Linked DNA regions of Hordeum vulgare: region 2 is linked to region 1. The links are chromatin contacts, called in public Hi-C maps. All regions are on one chromosome and are shown on one strand. The core of a region is the stretch at or near the end of the contact, and the rest is flanking DNA. Distances in the headings are between cores, read along the strand shown.

Region 1 (5,747 bases), core at 1,621-4,120:
ATAAAAACTTTAAGCAATTTCAGAATAGTTAGTGGATATGAAAAACGTTTATGCATTTGAAAATGTTCATGAACTTGAATAAAAAATTATGGGTTTTAAATTGGTAGATATAAAAATATTCACAAATTGAAAAAGAGTTTATGAACCTCAATAAACACTTCACAAATTTGTAAGAGTTCACGGAGTTGAAAAACAGTTATGAATTTGAAAAATATTGCAAATATGAAACAAGGTTTTCTAATTTGAAAAAAGTTAATGAATTCAAAAGGCGTTCGTGGATTTGATTTGTTAGAAAAACAAATGAAGTAAAAATATATAAACTGTAAAGAAAGATAAAAAATACAAAAAGAAAAGGCAATAAAAAACCCTTTGAAAATCTGGCTAAATAAAGCATATAAAATAGCTGCCAAAAAAACAAAAAAACATCTGAAAGAATCTAGAAGCTTCCCAAAACCGAAAAACCAGCTTGCCGTTTTTCATTAGATGGCGCCCTGACTGTGAAATAGGAGTTAGCAATATGTGGTACGACGAGATAATCTTGAATGGACAGAAATGTAAATAAAATATACTCCATCCATTTTTTTAAATAAGTTTTAAATTTTTTCACTAATAAATTACATGCGAATGTATATAATCATATTTTAAATTATGAATCCATCCATATAATCTTTTAGTATGTCTATATTGTGCTTATATTTAGAAACGGAGGGAGTAGAAGGTACGTGAGGGTGATCCAACAGCCTAGAGCATCAAATCGATGTGAATGCTTGTATGTAGCTGAGAGCAACTCTAGCAGACCCTGCATCCCGCCCCGGCCCGTAAAATAACCGTCAAAATACAGGTCGGGCGGAAAAACCAGCCCGATCAGACCCCGCATCCCGTCCCGGCTCGCAAAAAATTTTAGGGGCGCGGCAAAATCTCGACCCCAACCCAGGAAACGCGGGTTTCTCCCTCGCGGTTGCGGTGCCCTGCATATAAGGGGAAGCGGTTGGTGGGGAGACATTTCATACCGCGCTTTCTCCCACCAACCACCTCTCCTCTCCCTCCTCGCGCCGCCGCCGGCGGCCGCCCAAGATTCCAGGCGACAGCAGCCGGCAGGAGCATGCCGGAAGGCCGCCGGTTGCTGTCCGAGGCGATGGAGTGGTCGGGGAGCCTCTCCCGCAGCCCAGGCAAGGGCGCATCGCCACATGCAGGCACGGGTTCGTCCGCCCACCGCCGCCGAAGGTTTGCGGGCATGGACTCGTCCGGCCGTTCACCGGGCTCGGCGCTCGCGCAACGTCTTTTTGGCCTGCCGATGCCGCTCATAGAGTGCGACGACTACCAGCGCCAAGTGCTGCGGCTCACTTCGGGCACGCCGACGCACCCCGGATGGATGTTCTACAAATGCGAAAACGACGGGGTACGTGCACTTGCGGTAGCTCGTTTCATAGCTCATTCTTTAGTTCAATTGCGGTAGCTCACTTCGAGCTTGCTCATTCTTTTGTGTAGGACGACGGATGCTCATTTTGGTTTTGGGAAGGCCAATACATTGATTTGTTGATAGAAAGAAACTTAATACTCTCTCCGTCCCAAAATAAATGACTTAAAAGTAACTTCAATTTACACTAACTTTAATACAAAGTTGAGTCATTTTTTAGTCACTTATTTTGGGACTGAGTGAGTAGATGTTAGTGCACTCCTTAGTATAATCGAAGGCAATGATGCGGCTGCATGTGCAACTAGAGGGGAAGCAACGTCTACTTCTTTGAAACCAAAGATGAAGAATGAAGAAAGCAAGATTAAGAATCCACAGATCAACAATGAGTGCATGGAGAAGATATTGCTTCAACTAGTGGAAGGAGTTATGGAAGTTGGAAATCTTCTGAAATGCATACTTGTGGTTCTTGTTTTCTTTGGTTTTGCTATTCTAGCCAAGATTTGATGATATCTTTTGTATCAATAATGTTGTTGCAAAAGCAAAGAAAAACATTGTGCTAGATCAATTTAAGTTGCGAATCTAAGTTTTACGGGCCGGGAGGAGCTGCGCGAGATCAGAACCCGCAGAAGCCGACCCGTAAAGAAAGTATATTCCGCGAATATGTTTTTTTACGGATCCATTATGCGGGGTCTGCATTTGTGTCAGCCCGTGTCGGCCCGCAAAAGCGGTTTTGCACGAACTGCAAACACGTTTTGCGGGCCGGCGGGATGCGGGTCTGCTAGAGTTGCTGTGAGCCTTATTTTTTACTTCCTCTGTTCTTAAATATTTGTTATTGGGAAAAACTAAACTAATTATTCCCAACAACAAATATTATACTTCCTCCATCACGGTTTAGAAAACACAGTTAGACTTTTTCCAAAATAGACAAAGATTAATGCACTCCTAGCAGCTAATTAGTACTCCGTTGTACTACTTCTATATGCATGCGTAGTGTGAAACCGTGACGGATGAAGTAGTACGGAGAAAGTAATAATTAAATAAAGGTTCGGATCCATATGCATTGAAAATCTATAAGTACGGCTTTGCATCGCAGATCCTGGCACGGCGCACGCTCGACTCTTGGCGGCTTCCGTGCCACGGGTTTGTTCTTGTTGTACGGTTGTTCGCTCGTGAAGGAATGAAGGCAGAGCTTGTGTTATGCAGTACGCGGATTCCGGAGCTTGTTGGATCCAAGTTGCTCCGTTAAAAGAGTCGTGAGGGCGATATGGCATCCTGGTGTGCGTGTGTGGGTACACATGTGAGCTTCGTTGATGTCGACTACGTAGATTCTGGTGCATGATGTCGATGGATACATACTCCGCCGAACCAAGAAAAAGAAGAATGATACCGTAGCGGTTGCCAAGTCATTGTCCGGCACGCATGTGTCCGCATCGCGCCTTGATCATGTCCATATTCTTCTACAGTCCTATTCCCATGTCTCTGGCTCCAACTTTGTTGAGACTTGAGGCCGTTGCTGCCTTGCTAGACGTACTTGATCAACTTGCTGAGTGGTTGGGTCTCGGCTGGCTTCCGATCAATCTGGCTACTGCTACTGCTACTGCTACTGCCTACTCTTCAATAGGCGGCACTGTAGTTAATCAAGGGGAAGTATGAAGTCCCAGGGCTTTTTCAACGGTAATCCGTAAGAAAAAATCCGCATCTGTCCGTAAATAAGAAGACTGGTCCGTAGATATAGATGGTTTTTTTTTTGAAAAGGAGGTTAAACCTCCGGCCTCTGCATTAATCGATGCATGCAACCATCTTTATTAATTATTCCACAAAGGACTAACAGGAGTATACATCAATCCACCCAAAGCCACCACTCACACCTACAAACTCGATAATGTGGAGTGCTCTCACTCCACATATCTAAGACCGATGTTGTCGTCAATCCATCCACATAACGTATCAGGAGCAACAGCCGGTGCAGCACACCTAAAACGCACACCTCACGCACACGTTTTACAAGCCGCCATCATCATCAAACCACTGATCCATCTTCAGGAAAGAGATCCGCATCATCCATGCCAGTCCAAACATCCGTCAACGCCACCACGGCGCCCAACGGCGCCACCGCCCTGCGCACATCCGTACAGATGCGAAGACTCCGGGAGATCTGTCGTGCGTAGCACCTGCCAACCAGGCATGACTCAGCGTAGCACCTGTCGGCCAGGAATGACTTGACAGCTCCACCGAAATTCTGTGCAAGATGAAGCCGCTCCACCTCCTGCCTCAGTCTGCCAGCGCTGCTCCACAAACGATGCTCCCAAGAGAGAAACGGCACCGCAGTACCGCCATCGTCCGATCTGGAAGATCAGATCCTAGGGTTTCCCCCGAAGCAGTGCCCACCACCAGCAACCGTTCAGGACCCACACAGTGCCCACCACCACTCAGCCCTCTAGGCGACGCCTTCAGGAAGGTCACGACGTCAAGGACGCCTCCGCCGCCCATCGGAGTTAGGGTTTTCACCCGAGAGGCAAGGAAGGGGAGCAGAGGAGCAGATGTATACCGACATCTTCAAAAAGAATAACGGCGCCCTTGAGCGCCGTCGTCGGCGCGGCCGGCCTGGGCCAACCAAGGGGTTTCCCCCAATCCGAATCTCCTCCACCGGCTTCACCCGCAGGTAGGGCCCCGGCAACCACGCCGGCACCGCCAAGAATTCGCAGGAGAGAGGCCCACATCAGGGCCGGAGGACATCGGCCAGATTTGACGCCGCCGGCCGCCATAGCAGCCACGTGACGGCTGACCAGGCAACGGCCGACGAAGGGGAGCGGCACACCTCCACAACGGCGCTTACAAGAAAGATAGCGGCACCCGCGGGCGTCACCGTCGCGGCTCCGATGAGGACCAGAGCAAGGATTTTTTCCGGAGCTGCGCTGAACATCCACCGCCACCGACCCGCTGAGCATGGCCGCCACGCACCACCACGACCCCCAGGCAGGGTCACGGGTCACCGCACCGCGCACCCTGGCCACCGCAGTCACGCCTAGCCGACGCTCTCTGCCACCGCAGCCGCGCCCGGCCGCCGCTCCCTACCACCATGGTTGCGCGCCCCGCACAAGATCCGGCCATGGCAGCCCCGGATCCGCCGTCAGGCGCCGCCGGTGGGCGAGATCTCGCCGGATCCCGCAGCCGCCGACGCGGGGCGCCGCCGCCAGAGCCCGAGGGCCGACGTGAGGGGCCCCGCCGCCGCCATCCTCGGGGCGCGCACGGCTTCGCCGGCGTCCCCTCCGGCAGCGGCGAAGCGAGGAGGGGGCGGAGAGGGGGGCCGGTGGCGGCGCGGGAGGGTTGGCTGGTGATGACGCGGGGAGGGGCGGAGATGGGGGCCGGTGGCGCAGATATAGATGCGAAAGGACGTCATCCTTCACCAGCAGCATATATCCGACTAACAACTTAAATGAGTCGAACGAAATTCGTAAGAACATGGACGGATTTCATGCAAACATGACATATTTTATATAACACGACGGATTTCATTACACTTCAAACATCTAGAATAAAAAGAAAGATCCACCCCTAAACCTATCGTGCAACGGCGGCTCCCATCGTCCAAGCCCTTGTCGTTCTCCATCCTCCGTCTCTATAAGCACCGACAATAAGACCGATGAAGTGAAGGTGCTATCTCCGGCGAGGAAGAGTAGAACACGAAAGACGGACTGACCCACATGGAAAACTAGGCCCTGCTGCCTCTCGTGCCCTACTCATCCTTGGAGGAGTCTGTGCCTTGTCCGTCGTCCGTGGACGTGAGGTCCACGATGAAAATGGTGGCGCCTTGACTGTTGTCGTCCTGCCGGGCCGCCTGATGGTTCATCGGTGATGCGTAGGAGGCGCAACTGACATTGTTTTCCTCCGCGATCGCCTACAACTGCGCCTCTGCGGTTAATGCTTCCTCGAGAGCGACAACTTGAACGCGGATGGCTTCATAGATGGTATGCTACTCCCCGACGAAGTTCGGGTTCATCACGGCCATGGCCGCCTGGCTCGCGTGCTCGCTGTCGATCTGGCGTCAATGTGGTGTTTCCCTAGCGCCCGCCCTTTAAATAGCATATTCTGGTGAGATCAGACGTCAACGCGAGACATCGAAGTGGGTTTCTCGGCCGGCAAGCCTCCTTAATGGCGTTATACGAATGGACGGGGCCTTGAACGGGCGTGGTAGATATCCGTTCTGTCTCGTCTAGTCACGCACTCTCCGGTATTGAACAGGCGTGAACCTCAATGATGTGTCACTTCATTGCCGACGCGAATAAGAGATGGCGTGGGCTCTTCAATAAGGAATGAACATTCTACAGCA
Region 2 (5,747 bases), core at 1,659-4,158, 58 kb after region 1:
GGCCGGCTAGCCGCCCTATTTTACATGATTTTCATAGTTTGAATCAAATAACATAATTTAGACCGAAAATAGCATAGTTATTACAAGCCGAATAAAAATAAAAATGTCTCACATAGTTCGTACATAGTTTTGCTAACGAATAAAAGAAGATAAATCTATTTGTTGCCAACATGAGCTCACATATGCTCAACCAAATCATTTTGCAGTTGCACGTGAGTTTCCCAATCACGCATGTCTTGATGAAATTGGGAGAACTGTTCCAACGTTGCCGCTACTCCATGCTCAGGCACAACATTCTCACCCTGAAACTAAAACCCTTGATCGTACAGACGTTCCGGGCGCTCGTCTTCTACGATCATATTATGCATGATCACACAAGCAGTCATCACCTCCCACAGTTTCTGCGTGCTCCAGGTATTAGCAGGATACTGAGCGATGCCCCATCGAGATTGCAAAACACCAAAGGCACACTCGACATCCTTCCTAACACTCTCTTGCTCTTGGGCAAATCTTTTCCTCTTCTCTCTGACAGGGTCGGGTATTGTCTTGATAATAGTGGTCCACTGAGGATAGATAACGTCACACAGGTAGTATCCTTTGTCGTAGTTGTGGCCGTGAGAGTAAAGTTCACCGGTGGATTGTTGCCTTCGGCAAGCCTAGCAAACACCGGCGAGCGCTGAAGCACATTGATATCATTGTGTGATCCAGCCATGCCAAAGAAAGAGTGCCAAATCCAGTGATCTTCAAACGCCACGGCCTCTAGTATGACAGTGCAAGCCCTGGCATGGCACTTATACTGCCCTTGCCAAGCTGAAGGGCAGTTCTTCCACTCCTAGTGCATGCAGTCTATGCTACCAAGCATCCCTGGGAAGCCCATGCTGGCGTTCATGCCAACAAACGGGTTGTATCTTCAGCAGTCGGCTCTCTCAAGTACTCAGGACGTGGCGACGGCGGCGGGCGACGTGGGAGTGGGCGGCGTTGCTGAGAGTGGGCAGCTGGTAGAGTCGCCGGCAAAAATGGGCGGCGGCGTCGACGACGAAGGAGGCGGGCAAGGGTTGCTGTTGGATGGGGGGAGGCCAATGTGCCACCGACCACGCGGGCCCGGGGGGAGGAGAAGGCGAGCGTAGGCGCGTCCGTCGCGTGTCCGCACCGACGCAAATCCGGCTAAAAAATGGACCGAAAATGAGTCGCCCGTGGACGAAAAACTGACGTGTGTCCGTCTGAGTCGGCGCGTCGGACCGTCTTTTCTGTCCGCACCGACCTAAACAGACGACGGACGGACGAAATGGATCGTGTCATTGGAGTTGCTCTTATACACTATCATACTATACATCTAAACATACTAACACTCATCCATAAACATCTAAGGATACCATCACTTCATCCATGAACATCTAAACATACAGCTTGAGGGCGTCACTGTTAGCGGGTCCTGCCTGACCAATCGGTCATGAATACAGTCGGTCCTCATCAGTAATAATAAGTAGATAAATACAGTCGGTCATCAGTTATAGCTGGTCCTAGTGCTGTCCGACAGTACCACCTTCTTCGAGCGAGCGCACCCAGCAGCACGTAGTACGGAGGAAGTGAACCTGTTCTAGTCCGGTTTCCGTCCGTGTGGGCGGTGGCAGCGTCGGGCCACGGCAGACGCGCCGCGCATTTCCGCGCACGTCGCGGCACGAACCCATGGAGCTAGTACATCACTCACGCTTATTTACCTGCTGATTTGGTGGTAGTTGCCGCGCGCGGCACTCAGCTGGCCCAGCCGACCCCGTGACCACAGCAGCCCAACCCAAAGGGAAGGCTACACGCGCTGTTTGTCCGCATGTCTCGCCATCATCTACCACTCCTCGAATCTTACGTACGTCCCCAGGCTAATTCATTGAAGCAGCAATAATTCTTGTCTGCATACACGTAAGGACATATGCACTAGGAATACGAAGTCGGGTCGAGTCTTTTTCAGCGACTTTTTGGTGTAGGGACTCAAAAAAGTCTTAAAAAGTCACATGTGAAACAGACAGGAGAGACTTTTAGGGACTAAAAGGGGATATTTGAGACTATTTGAAGAAGTCCCTATGAAAGGGTCTTTTTGGGATTTTTTTTGCACTTTTTCCAGCAATGCCCCTACTTTTAGTATGTCGTTTAATAACTATCACTACATTAGTAAGAGTAACATCGTCTTTTTACATGTTATTTAATAACATCTAGTCCCTATTTAGTCCGTGAAAACAAACGGATAGGCACTAGGAACTTTTAAATTGATACTAAAAAAACGGAAATGCTGTGCATACGACAAAAGCTTTGTACGATTTGTGTACGATGTGATCTCACTCGTCCGTGTGGTTCAACGAACGGCTGCCGCTGACTGTCGTATGTAAATCGTATGAAATTCGTCGTACGTGTAGCAGGACTCCTAAAAAAAATCTCGGAACTTTTGAAACAAACAGGCCCCAGTTGCTTCCGTCCGTCCCGCCCGTGACTCGGTAGATTATTAACATGAAAGATCCCGTACCAACGGGTGAATGCGGATCACCACCGCCCATGGCTCCGCCGCCGGTTTTGGTTTACTCATTCATTCCATTTCATTTACCGCGCTTTCTCTCTCACGTGACCAAACAAACAAATCCAGGCTTTTCCGAGAGGGGGAAAAAAGAGATGTGCTCTCAAAAAGCAAAAGGGGTCAAAGAGCTTCGCATCGCATCGCACCGCACCGTCGCTCTCCATCCCTCCCTCCCTCCCTCCGTCTGTCTTTACTACTGTGGGGTCCGCTACTTACCGTTGATCGGACGGCCGTCGCTGCCACAGCGTGGCGCCGCGGGCGCTGCGCAGCCGTCCGATCCTCCAGCGCGGCCGGATCCAGCGTTTCCACCCTCCTCCGTCCGTCGTCTCCTCCTCCTCTCACCACCCCCACGTCTCCTCCACTCCGCCCAGCTCAAGCTCAAACCCCCTCCCTCCCGAACTCCCCACCAAATTCACCTCCGGCGAGCCGCGCCGGCGCCGCCCCTCCGGCCAGCCCTAGGAGCGGCAATGCGGCTTCTCCTCCCGCTCCTCCTCGCCGCCGCTGCGGCCGTCCACGCCGCCAACGACTCCGACGACCCCTTCCTCTCCGGCGGTAAGCACCCCCAATTAACCTCGAATCAAGCCCCTGTACAGCACCCGCGTGCGCCGCACTGAAGCGCTCTCTCTCTCTCTCTCTCTCCGTGCAGCGCAGGCGAACCACAGCTACAACATCGACTGCGGGGGCGCGGCGGACTTCACGTCGGCCTTCGGCCGCCGGTGGCTGGCGGACCGCTTCTTCTCGGCGGGCGGGAACGCGGGGATGGTCGCGGAGCCTCACCGCTTCCCGCAGCCGCAGGAGCGGACCCTCCGCTTCTTCCCGCCCTCCTCCGCCGGCAAGTCCTCCTGCTACTCCCTCCCGCTCTCCCCCGGCCGCTACTACCTCCGCGTCTTCTCCGTCTACGACAACTACGACTCCAAGCTCCGCTCCCCCTCCTTCGACGTCTCCGCCGCCGCCACGCTCGTGCTCTCCTTCCGCTCCCCGTGGCCCGAGACCGCCGCGCGCTACGGGGCGTACTCCGACCTCATCTTCCCCGCCTCGTCCGCGCCCGACGCCGCCACGGACGTCTGCTTCTACTCGCTCTCCACCGACGCCCCCGTCGTCGCCTCCATCGAGGTCGCCCCCGTCCACCCGCTCGCCTACGACGGCGCCACCACCGGCGCCGACGTCGTCCTCGTCAACTACGGCCGCCTCACCTGCGGGAACGGCCTCTTCGGCCCCGGCTTCACCAACGACTCCGACGCCTTCTCCAGGGTGTGGCAGGCCGGCACGGATTTCCGGAACAATGACCTCACCTACGACGCCATTACTGCCGGCGGGAGGAAGATTTTCGGCAGCAACCAGCCGCCCAATTACTTCCCCACCAAGATGTACAGGTCCGCGGTCACCACCGGCGGGGACGCCTCCAACGAGATCGAGTACCTGATGCCGGTGGACACGAGGATGTCCTACATGGTCTGGCTGCATTTCGCGGAGATCGACGCCGGGGTCAGGGCCCCTGGCCAGAGGGTGTTCGACGTAATGCTGGCCGGGAGGAACGTGACCAGGATCGACATCTTCAAGCAGGTCGGAGGGTTCACGGCCTTCAAGTGGACATACATTGTGGAGAACCTGACAAGCTCCACCATGAGCGTCAGGCTTGTGCCGGTAGTGGGACGGCCGATTTTGTGCGGGCTCGAGAATTACGCAATGGTGCCCCTTGAGACAAGGACAGTGCCACACCAAGGTAACGGATAATTGGATACTCTATAAGCATTCTCTGAGATTGTTTTGTACTCGTGAACAAGATGGATCGATCGAGCTCGATCTCCAATTTCCATTATCAAAAACCAGCCGACATTCGCTCAGATTGTTGCACTTGTTTTGGCAGCGGCTGCGATGAAGGCCCTAAAGGATTCACTGAAAATTCCAGCAAGGATGGGGTGGAACGGGGACCCATGCGCGCCGAGGACATGGGATGCATGGGAGGGAGTTTCTTGCCATCCCGGTAACAAAGGGCTTGTGATCACTCAGTTGTGAGTGCACTTTCGATATCCCAATGCTATTTTTACATATCCTCTGTTTCATTAGACTATTCCTGCTTTGCTGTCAAGTTACCCATGTTTGATTTACCAAGTGCATCCCTGTTTTCTTCCGAGAAATGGTACTCCCTCCGATCCATATTAATTGTCTCTGATTTAGTACAAATTATTATGGATAGGAGGGAGTAGAATTATTTATGAAGAAGTACTTGTAAGTGTTTGGAGATCATAGTAAAGGGAAGATATTCTAATGTTCACACAGAGTTAGCAGCAAACAATCTACCTCAGTGGTTACTGCCCGTTTACTACTTAACTAATCTGAGCTGGACCACAAAGCTGAACTGCAAAATTTTAATTACATCCAAAAGTTTTTGTCCTAATTGTGCTGTTACTTTGAGCTACTGCTCAAGTATTGTTCTAACTTCGGTGCTAGTAGCTAAAGGTTTGTTGTCCTACAACATAGTACTCTGTCTGCATCAGTATCACTATGATTACTTGAATGAAATTTCACAACAGAAGTACCAATGGACATGGAAAATTAACTGCAGGTCTCTGCTCATTATATCGTGTGAAAAGTTGAGTGGTTTCTCTTCTAACTCGCACGTTTTATAATTTGCGCCGGCAGGGATCTTGCAAGTCAAGGACTGAAAGGTTTCATCACTGATGAAATAAGTCACCTGACAGACTTGGTAAGCTTGTAAGTATCATTGCACACACTTAAAGTTGATTTCAGCTTGGTCCTGGTCATCATTGTTATTTCTAGTTTCTGCACATCGATGGTTCTTGAGTTTCATGTTTGCATTAGCTTTACAGGAGCATATGGACTGCAACTTTGAAATTTAAAACTTCCTAGTACTATATATAACTGGTTGGCATTGGTTATGACTTACGACATCAAAGAAACTTAAGTGAATAGCTTACCGTGACTATTTCCTTTCTAGATAATACTAAAGCAAGGAGCAGTACAAATCCAAAAACTAGAGATAAGATTACAGCGTGTCACCTGGAAATAAACGAAATCTCAAATTCAGTGTGAAATACAAGCTCCCTCCCAACCCTAGCCGCCTCCCCCTCCCCCCCCCCTCCCTTCCTCGACGCCGCCTGAGGCAGCCGCCGGGCAAGCCCGGGGCGCCAAGGATGGTGGCGGCGGGGCCTAGGCTGCCCTGCCT

The links. Hi-C and Micro-C count contacts between places; a contact is called where the count stands out from the background.
Region 2: a contact with region 1 is called in a Hi-C map of leaf, with 4 times the contacts expected there. The contact joins the promoter of LOC123442602 here to the enhancer-like site in region 1. A contact is called at or near these places in 3 of 6 Hi-C or Micro-C datasets (leaf, seedling and an unstated tissue) and 1 of 1 datasets of contacts at active chromatin or transcription factors (embryo).

The regions. Positions count from the first base shown.
Region 1 is chr3H:17,440,226-17,445,972 of MorexV3_pseudomolecules_assembly, forward strand. No RefSeq gene overlaps it. Among protein-coding and RNA genes, the nearest start is that of LOC123442601, 57 kb to the left of the region's middle. Within about 2 kb of position 2,871, at least 3 of the 3 cell types and tissues checked have open chromatin away from gene starts, as enhancers often do. A contact at or near this core is called in leaf and seedling, where this site is marked.
Region 2 is chr3H:17,498,609-17,504,355 of MorexV3_pseudomolecules_assembly, forward strand. LOC123442602 (receptor-like protein 4) reads left to right here and starts at 2,909. Exons shown (of 9, transcript XM_045118692.1): 1 at 2,909-3,112; 2 at 3,207-4,283; 3 at 4,428-4,572; 4 at 5,204-5,275. The coding sequence starts at 3,028.